Regions from separate parts of the Anas platyrhynchos genome. Here region 1 is linked to region 2. The links are chromatin contacts, called in public Hi-C maps. All regions are on one chromosome and are shown on one strand. Each heading gives the region's core, a stretch centred on a gene start, on an enhancer-like site or on the middle of the called end of the contact. The rest is flanking DNA. Distances are from core to core; before and after follow the strand shown.

Evidence for each region. Hi-C and Micro-C count contacts between places; a contact is called where the count stands out from the background.
Region 1: a Hi-C map of liver shows a contact between it and region 2, with 4 times the contacts expected there. The contact joins the promoter of PLCG2 here to the enhancer-like site in region 2. A contact is called at or near these places in 2 of 8 Hi-C or Micro-C datasets (liver and skeletal muscle).

The regions. Positions count from the first base shown.
Region 1 is chr12:4,889,774-4,894,392 of IASCAAS_PekinDuck_T2T, reverse strand. PLCG2 (phospholipase C gamma 2) reads left to right here and starts at 1,698. Exons shown (of 34, transcript XM_038185661.2): 1 at 1,698-1,729; 2 at 1,847-1,940. It overlaps LOC140003467 (a long non-coding RNA gene), which reads left to right. Exons shown (of 4, transcript XR_011812215.1): 4 at 1-1,072.
Region 2 is chr12:4,761,289-4,766,410 of IASCAAS_PekinDuck_T2T, reverse strand. LOC140003459 (a long non-coding RNA gene) reads right to left here. Exons shown (of 2, transcript XR_011812171.1): 2 at 1,977-2,406. Among named protein-coding and RNA genes, the nearest start is that of HSD17B2, 34 kb to the left of the region's middle. Within about 2 kb of position 1,295, at least 2 of the 8 cell types and tissues checked have an H3K27ac peak or open chromatin away from gene starts, as enhancers often do.

The sequences.
Region 1 (4,619 bases), core at 449-2,948, 130 kb before region 2:
TTTCTTGCATACTTCTGTTCTCTGAGAACAACGTGAAATAAAAATATCTGTCTTCTAAATACCCAGCCCCAGACTTCCTGACTGACCCACTATGAACCACTGCTGCTCTGCACACATTATTTCCTCTCTTTGAAAGAAAAAGAAAAAAGAAAACACAGAAAAAATTACCCACAGTCTGGCAACACCTTGCTTTTCCATTTGCCTCATCTCTATTTTCAGGGGGTAGCAAGCTGCTCTTTACAAGCAGACAAGTCAAAAAGCATCTATTTCTCCTGCTTGAGTCTTTTCTGACTCCCTTCTCTGGTCTCCTCCCCAGCACCAAAGCAACTGTCTGATGTCCACTGCCGGAAGAGGCTGAAAACATTTTGTTTTTCCCTGTTAGTAAAGATTTTCTTCTGCTGTAACTTTCATTTGGCTATTTTCTTAGCAAAACATATCCTTTCTGCAGCAGCACTGCTAATGCAATGCCAAGAGCTACAAGTCTGGCTGTTGTTAGACTACAGAAACTGTCAGAAAGCAACTTTAGCTCTTGTCTTTGCTTTGTGACTGAGTCTTTCCTTCCACAGGAGTACCCAAAGTCTCCTCTTCCCTCTGATGGCTTTTGTCATCAAGGCAGCAGCTCCGCACGCTGCCTCCATCTGTGCTGCCAGACCCGTGAAAGCTGGTGCCTGTCACCTGTGGGGATCAGGTTTTTGTTACTTTTTTTTTTTTTTTTTAGGAGAGCCCTGTAAGGAGCTACATCTCCTGTTATATTTCTGCATGCTTCCCCGCCCCCCCCCCCCAGTTTTGTATATTTTAGTTCTAGTCAAATGGTGTCATACTTTGTTTTCATAAAATACCTCAAAAATATGTTTCAGCCTATATGAACATCGGTTTGATACAAATATTTGGATTCTGTTTTAATCTGTTTAAAAACTGTTATTTCTTTACAAATAGATTTATGTATATTTGTTGATTTATAAAGCTGTAAAGTATGACTACTCTTTGCATATAAATTGCTAGAAAACTAGTATTATTCAGCTTCAACAATTTCATTATTTTCAGTGGAATAAAAAATGGTCAAAACTTTCAAGCATTGACTGATAATCTATTTCCATCCTATTTTAATCTATTTCCCACTGGGGTAACCAGCTAGGTGTTGTCTTCTGCTCTAATCTTAAAATCCTATGTTCCACATGTAAACCATTTTTTTCCAGACAGCATATCTCGAACCAGAAAGGTATGCTTTCAATTTTCATTTTTTTTTTTTTTTTCCTGAGGATTAAAGGTATTAAATGTTTTACTTAAAGCCCAGTTGTTGGAATCGCTAGGGTCCATGAAACTCTCAGTGTTTCTTAAAAAAGTAAATTATGAACTCCCTTGTTTGCAGACAAATTTTAAAAACATGAAGAGAGGGCATCCCAAAGGCTTAGAAACCAGAGATCAAAGAATTCAAAATTTACCTGAGACAAAATAAAAACTGTGACAACTGTTGCATTTATCACAGGCAGGGGCATTATTAATGTGTTATTAATATGTGATGGTAGTGACCTGTCATGAAAGAGCTCAGCTCATAAAGACGGTGAAAGAGGAGAGAGTCTTGCTGGTGAAAAGTGACACACTTCATGTGTTCCACTTTCCTTCTTATAACTTCCTTTTTCTTTTTTTTTCTTTTTTTTTTTTTTTTTTTCTGCTAGCAACAGCCGTAACAAAATCTGCCCTTTAGAAGGAGAAGAGACTGTCATCACAGGTGACAGATTTTATTTTTTTAAATTGTTATTATTTATTTAATTTTATATTAAATAAAAGGCTCAGGTTGGTGAGATTTTGTGTGCTTAAGGGGTCTTAACAGTAAGCTTTTACCCAGGTGGAATCAGAGCACAAAGAGGAAGAAACCTCCGTTTGACACTGCCTAGCTAATCTCAGCAGTATATCATTCATTATTCTGCACAGGATTAAAGGTAAGCTCTGTATTGCGGCCTTTGAGACTCAGCAGGGCAGATATCCTTCACAGAAATGGGGTCAAATAATTCCTGATGTGTGGCAGAAAGGTTCTGGAGTGAAGACAGTTGGGTTTAAATTACCTGGCAGAGCCCTCTGTGTTCTAGTTTTTGCCTTCCCTCATGTAAAGTAAATGTTTTTTGTAGCTTAGCTCCAGAATAAAAGGACTGTCTTAATCATACAGGAAATGTAAAAGACATTTTCCTTGAAAGAGGGAGTGGTGTCTTAAAATTACTAGTCCAGTCTAAGGAAAGAAAGTGGAGGAATCAGTCTATGTGTGTGTGAAATTTCTAAGGCTAGAAAATAACCGACCTATTTTTCATTCATTCCAATTTGGAGATCAGGCTAAATAAGCATTTGCAAATTCACATTCTTAGATTCTTCATTTATTCTAGATTTGACTCCTAATAAATGAGAGAATTTTTCTCTTGAAGGTTATTTTCTCATGTTTTTCTCTCTGTTGTAAAAGTGCAAATCTAATGTTTGTTCTTAAGAGAGCTTACACAATATATAAATTAGATTTTCAGTCAAATGTTGTTAACTGAGAAGGTTTTGATAGCTGGTACTTACAAATGTATTGTGAAGTATCTGAATTCTGTTGCACAAATGAAATCTGGTGGGAGATGTGCAAAGTGTCTTACACAAAGTCTTTAAAATAAGTAAAATAGTATGACTGTACCTACGTATGAAAACTTGTATTTGAGAAATGGAGCATATCACATGATGGATGATATCTATTTGAATTGCTGAAAAATGGATCTTTTGCAAACAGAAGTTCTTCTGAAGATGCAAAGTTAAATTTACTCAGCACGGGTACTCAGGAGACCATTATAACAGAACGTGGGCCCCAGCAAATTTGCACAGGCTGCAATATCACATCTTTGCCACCTGCCAGCCTGGGAGCGGAGTACACAGCAGACCCTAACACAGCTACTCCCATTTGTTCTGCAGGCTTGAGGGCAGCTTGAGAAACAAGAAAACTTAAGCAGCCTATCATGAATCTCTAATTTTTTCAGGCTTTTAATAGTTAATAGACATATCTATGTTTTCTCCTTTTTTTTACCCTGTTTTTTAAAAATTGTTAATAAATATGTTAATAAGACTGGGCCCCTATGCCAGGGTCTGTCATACCTCACTCAGTACCAACTCCTACCTTGATCTGTTGACGCACAGGATCTCTAACGCTGTATGTTAAAAAGATGTTTATCATAAAAAGTAGAACAGAAGGTTTTGACCCTTTTATGTGACTCATTCAGTTATAACTACAGTGCATAAAGATAACAGCAGTTGCAGTAACGATTTGCATTCTATGCAAACATGCTGATCACAGAGATACACCAGATGGACTCTCTTCCAAGGCACAGGCGCCTGCAATGCATATCCCAGAAGAGTGTCTCTCATCCTACCCCTATTCAGAAAAAAACCTCTCAAGTACCTCATTAGTTTTTCAATCGTGTTTTCATTTCAGTGAAATTTTGACGTGTGTTTTACATGATTGCATGCTTATCTGTAAATAGGACCAGTGTGCTCGCTCTGTCCTCAGTTAATTCTAATGCCAGAGGGCTTTTCTAAACTTTTCTGATGCAGCGTGTGACGGATTAAAGCTGATCTTTGCATGAGTGAGCACTGATGCAAGAAACTTCTCCTCCCTTCCTGTGTGCCTGGAGGGAAGGCCTTAGACTATAATAAATCCCTGCAATCAGCCATGTGTAGAGTAGAAAAAGACTGGGGCTACATCTGTCTAATGGTCCCAGAAGAACTTCCACCCACAGCAGCTAAGCCAATGTTAAGAAGTACTTAGCAGAATGAGAGGAAAATGGGAAGTGATCAGTGAGAGAGCACGTTGCAGCAGTGCTCGGTTTGTTCCTCCCGTCGTCACAGCACGCTGTACGGTCCCACCACGGCGCCTGTGACTTTAGTTCAGAGCAGTGGTGAAACGCTCCAGTCTAGCCTTGCTCATCGCCGTGCCTGGCCTGCCTGAAGTCGTGCTTCTTTCCACCTCTCTGAGCTTGAAGGGATGACGAGTGAGAGCAGGAGGCTACAGCACATGATAACAGAGCGCTTTGCTCTCCTGAGCTCACCTGTGCTGCTGCTCTGCAGTGGGGAAAAATGAAAGGCTGGAAGATAACTAGAGGGAAGATCTGGACTTTTTCTTGCTGAGTGGCAATTCACCTAGTTGAAAAATATTGCCAGATGCTTTTTCTTGTCGTTGTTCACCTGCAGTCACATTCTTTTTCTGAAGGATTTTCATTTGATTGGCTTAAAAAGCATAGACGGAAAGTTTACCTGGTTCCCTGCTGAGTCTCCTGCAGCTTTGCTCTGCTGAGGCCTTGGTAAGGCAGAATTGCTCGCTCTCAGCGGTGCTGGTGAAGAGCTGCTGGCATTGTGCTGCTGTGGATGCAGTGACTGTAGTACTTCATGTTTCATCTGAAGGTGTAACTGCAGGCCCTATAAATACACTGGTGTTATGCACAGCTGGCAAAACCAGTCCAAGACACTGAGTGAACAGTTAGCTAGCTAATACGTGTACAGAAAAACCACATTTAATTCACATATTCTCACATCTATTTTTAGTTTTTGATTGATCATCCCAAATCACATGACAAGAGTTTCTGCTAAACTGAAACTTTTTAAAAAAA
Region 2 (5,122 bases), core at 46-2,545:
ATTGACTCAAATTACATAGAAGTATGCCAGTGGCCTGGCAAGTGATTTTATGTGTAGGGAGCTGCCCATGTTTAATGGGGCTTAAAGCTGTCACACCTTTAATTGAACTGTTTCAACACTTTTTATGTACACACAGTCAGGTTCCTAGATAATTTATAACCTTTCAAAACAAATAAGGAAATTCATGCAATTCCTTAGGAAGAGACGTCTATAAACACAAAAAAATAATCCAGGATGTCATTTACATTAATTAGCTGCTTTAGTCGGTTTATTTCTCTATTGTTCCTCACCTTTTTTTCAACAGTTATCTTGATGAAAGCCCTTCCAGCACTGTTCCTGGCAGAGGAACCCCATGAGAGAGCTGGTGTCATTGCCAGTGCCTCCTGCAAGACTGGGGGGCTGCACCCAACACACCCCAAAAACACTTCTCCTGCTCCATGCAGTGCTGCTGGCTCTGCATCAGCTTTAAGCCAGGACTAATGGGTCTCCAATTAATAAAGAGCTACTCCTGTCTACCTGTCACTCACCTAAAACAGACACGTCGATATGAGCTCATTCTCAGGATTAGCACCGTAGCCCTAACATTTGTCTTAATTCAGTGGCAATATTTTCAAAACTCCCTTTAGCTCCTGGTTTGTGTGCTGCTGTTACTCATTAGGCAGAATGTGGTCCGTCATGTTGGGCTAGATTTGCAGTGGAGAGTTTCTAAAGAGAGCACTCCATCGCTCCAACTAATCAACAGAATTCAAAGGAAATTTAGGGTTTTATGCTGTGGCTGGCAGAGAAGATGAAAGGAACTTGACCTCAGGGGAATCAAGAAAGCTTCTCTGATGGCTACACACACACACACACACACACACAAAAAAAAAAAAAAAAAAGTGCTTGTCCAGAAGCTTCTTTACTCATTTAAGCTCTTTTTTAATGAAAAATTTAATCCTGAACAGAAAAGCTCATCAAAAGTGAGACAGAGTCAGTAGCAGAACACAATGTATTAGGGTGTCTGAGATGTTGCGATTAATGGTGCTGGACAGGCAGCACAATCTGGGCAAAAGGGCAGGAATTTTGCCTGCTGTGAGTCTTCCCTGTGCTGCCCTGCATGGTGCTCATCCACTCCAGTCCTCACAGCTGTGACAGAGATTCCTCCTCCAGCAAAATTTGAATTCCTTCCACTCCTCCCCACATTTCTTTGTTAACTAAAGAGAGAAAACCAGATTTATCTGCTTTGAGGTGGTGAGACCCGTGCTGCAGCTGGGACACCCTGACCCTCGCGTCCCTTCTCCTTGCTCACCAAAAGATGCCAGCAAAGAGCTTTAGTTCCTTGGAACCAGCGCTGCATCAGGAGCCTTTGCGCTGTACACTGGATAACAGATTTTTCTTGAAAGTCCTGCTTTTGGCATGTTCCCCAGTGGGACCTGGCATATGGAGTGAATGTGTCCTCCTGCTGAACTGGGTAACTTCACCGGGTGGAGACAAAGGGTTAATGCATAGGTGATCCCACTCCACAGCACTGAGGTTTCCAATTAAAAAGAAATAAAAATCCCATGCATGTCTATGCCTATAATAATTACATTGCCATATACTGTACAACAGAGAAATCATAGAAGGAACAGTTTAGGGAAATAGGGAGTGTGGACTTTTGTTGACCTTGAAGAAACATATTCTGTAAAAATCTTTAAAGGCAAATGAAAGAGGCAAAATGCTTTTATAGACATTCCTGGGTTTCTAACACGTGTGTGATTAACTACAGTGCCAGGGGAAGTGCAGGCAAAGCCCGAAGCAAGGCATACTCTGCCTTCCACCACAGGAAAACCCAAACTAGGAAAGCAGCTGGGGGTTTGTCTCATCACTAATATATTCTTCAAGAGGTTTTTAAAGTGAGCACACGAGAGCATGGGGAATCACACTGGTTCAGTAGGGCTGGAGACAGAGTAAAATTACAGTGACATCTAGTGATCATAAATATTTCACAAAGGTGCTATGAGCGAAAAAATAAAACATTTATTGCCAGGGAGCATTCTGAACGCGTAACGCACAAAATCAGATCATTAACCAAGGGCAGGAAATGAGGTGGGATACAAACGGAGGAGATGGTGCAAATTAAAGTGTAGCAGGGATGCTGCAGAGCCAGTTCCCAGTGCTGGGAACGGTTGCGGGTGGGTTTCCACAGGGATCCGGGCTAGGTCTGCATTTCTCTCTCTTTCTGCAGAGTTTGCCATTGGTACTAAATTGCAGCGTGTTCGTATAAAAGCAGCTTGACGTTTTTGCGCCTGGGAATTGAACTAATAAAATGGTGTGTAGCTTCCAAAAGCACATGCTGCTCCCCAGGGAGAGGAGAGCAAGATGAAACCTCGTCAGCGGCAGGAGCACGCAGCGCATCCGCAGCTCTTCCCGAGCAAGGGCCCAGCGCTGGAGGAAAGCAAACGGAGGGAGAGCAATGACATGATTCTTATTTTATTTTATTTTATATTATTTTATTTTATTTTATTTTATTTTATTTTATTTTATTTTATTTTATTTTATTTTATTTTATTTTATTTATTTTATTTTATTTTATTTTATTTTATTTTATTTTATTTTATTTTATTTTATTTTATTTTATTATTTTATTTGATTTTATTAAGCTGTTTTCTACTGCTTTTGGCTGCCTGATGAGCAGCCTGAGCATGGTCCTGCAGTCCTGCAGTCCTCCCTCAACTATGCCATGTGGTACCGAGAAAAGGAGTAAAGGGAGTAAAGCAAAGGCTTCCTGTTAATCCTCAGGCTGTTCCTCATCCGTACCTTCACTGTGCAAAGGGATGAAAACCACGATGGTCAGGTTAGCGGAACAGCCACCCAGAGTGATAAGCAATGCACTTAGAGCATTGATTTTGCGGCTTTAAACCAGGTAGATTTGTGGCCACGTAAATATGCAGTCAAATTTCTTCTGATGAAACATTCAGGAGAGCTTTTAATAAAAGCTGGGAAGGAAGCTCCCAGCCAATTTCAGAGGCCTTCCCATGAGTCCCCAGCAGCCAGGCAGGTTCAGGCTTTTAATTATTAGCTGAAAGCCTAATAGACATTCCCACCCATCTCAGGTGCCATTGGAGAATGAGAATATGCCTTAGGTGTATGCATAAGGGAGAGACAAATTCAAGTGCATCAGATACTTTGGCATGTACAGGACCGATGCCACTTAAAGCAGGTTCATCATCCCCCAGGAAAGGCCATTCACCAGTTCAGATGGTCAAGGATCAAACTGGTCCTTGCTGGGAAAAATAATGCTGTTGAGGGTAAGGGACTTGGAGCAGCAGAGCAGAGCCAGAGCTGGTGCCAGGGATGTGTCTGTGCCATCCAAAGCGGCTGAGCCTGTGACACCAGTGTCCCCCAGCATGGCTCCTGAGCGTAGCAGGGAGAAAAGGCAGGAGCTGCAGGTTGCCACAGTAACCTCCACTCCACCACCTTGTGCTTTTACTCCAGGAAAGATCTGTCTCTCTGCAAACACCCAGCGCCGTGCACATGACTTCCACTGATCGTGTTCATGGTGGGACTACTGGATGCCAAGGATCGGTGTGGAGGGGCCCTGCAGGACCAGCTCCTTGCTTCTGAATCTTCCCCCAACTTCCAGACTTTCCTTGCCACAGCCAAAACAGCACGGGTGAGTCTGGGGGAGTGCTGCCAACCCCGAGCATATCTCCGATTTTTCCCTGCTCGTGCTCCTGATTCAGCAGCGGGGTGGAGGGAAGGCATTGTCATTGCGAACGCGTATGATTTCTGTGATTCCTATTAGTGCATTGTGATGAATATGTGTTTTCTGAAGGTGCAGATGTTTTTCTTTTTTTCTTTGCTGTCACTATACCTCTCTGTTTCCTACTCTTCACTGAGATAAAAGGTTTCCCACCCACCTACCTCTCCAAAAAATAAAATATCCGAGTAGCAGGAATGACAGAACTCGTGTAATTGTTCCTCAAATTGCTTGTTTCCAGGCTGATTGCCTGAAATAGGGCTGATCCTAAATCCCACTGAAGTCAGTGAGAGCTTTTTCACTGAAACAACAGCTTTATTTTGGAGAAGCTTTGTGAGGAGCAGGCTCGAAGTCAGGTGAAGGCAAGCAGCATTGCTATGTGGGCTTCAGCAGAATAACGCCAGTTTTACCCTGCTGAGGACAGGGCTTGGTAGTTTTGTTGCCAGAAGATAAATAACTGCTCGTAAATGGTGGCTGCTGCTGCATTTAGGCACATGGAGAAAGATTTTCTTTTTCAGATTTAATATATGCATGAATGTGTGTATATAAAGAGAGATATATAAATTTTCCTGTAACATAAATTAGATCATTATATGGAGAACATATAAATTATAAAGCCAAGATATTTTCTGTTTAGGCAAATTAAGGAATCTTTCCCTTTGAAATGTTCTTCATATTGCTTTATCCCACTCACAGAAATGTTTTTCCCCACAGTATTCCTTCAGGTAAATGCCTCTCCTTTAGTCAGTGTACTTGTGGATTAGCTGACAATATTTTCCTCTTGAAATACCTTGCAAAAATATTCTTTGCCTATGGTACACAGATTTGAATAGGCAGTCACTCATGTGCCTGATAACGATCGAGGCTGTTGACTTGCAGATCCTCTTTGTGCAGGTGGGCCATGCCTAAGCAGATGGAACAACACGTGCCCTGCGCACAGCCTATTTATATATATTTTTTAGCAACAGTACGGGATTTTTGCAGGTAATCAGCTGACTAATTTTAAAGTGATGCCTTATGTTAGTTTTTATATCGACCAATTTAATATGTTTATTTTCACAAGGCCTTTCTGACCTTGCATAGGAAAATGCATTGCCTTGCTATTGCCTAGCAGCTATTGATAACAGTGAAAATGGGGTGAAATTAAACAGAATTATAAGCCTGTCCCTAGGGGCTGAGTATCACCCCATATACCATCTCTTTTGTTCACGGGCTCTGCTGTGATGCCCATTTTGCCTGGTGGCATGTCTGTAACAGAGGGGTGCATGAAGAAATGTCCCACATGGGCTTTGATAGCGTGACCGGAGGCTCCCATTAGAAAATGTGAAATGAAACCGTCTTGAGGTCCAGCCTGCAATGCCGAGGCCCATTACACATTACTCTGTCACACTTCCCTTGGGC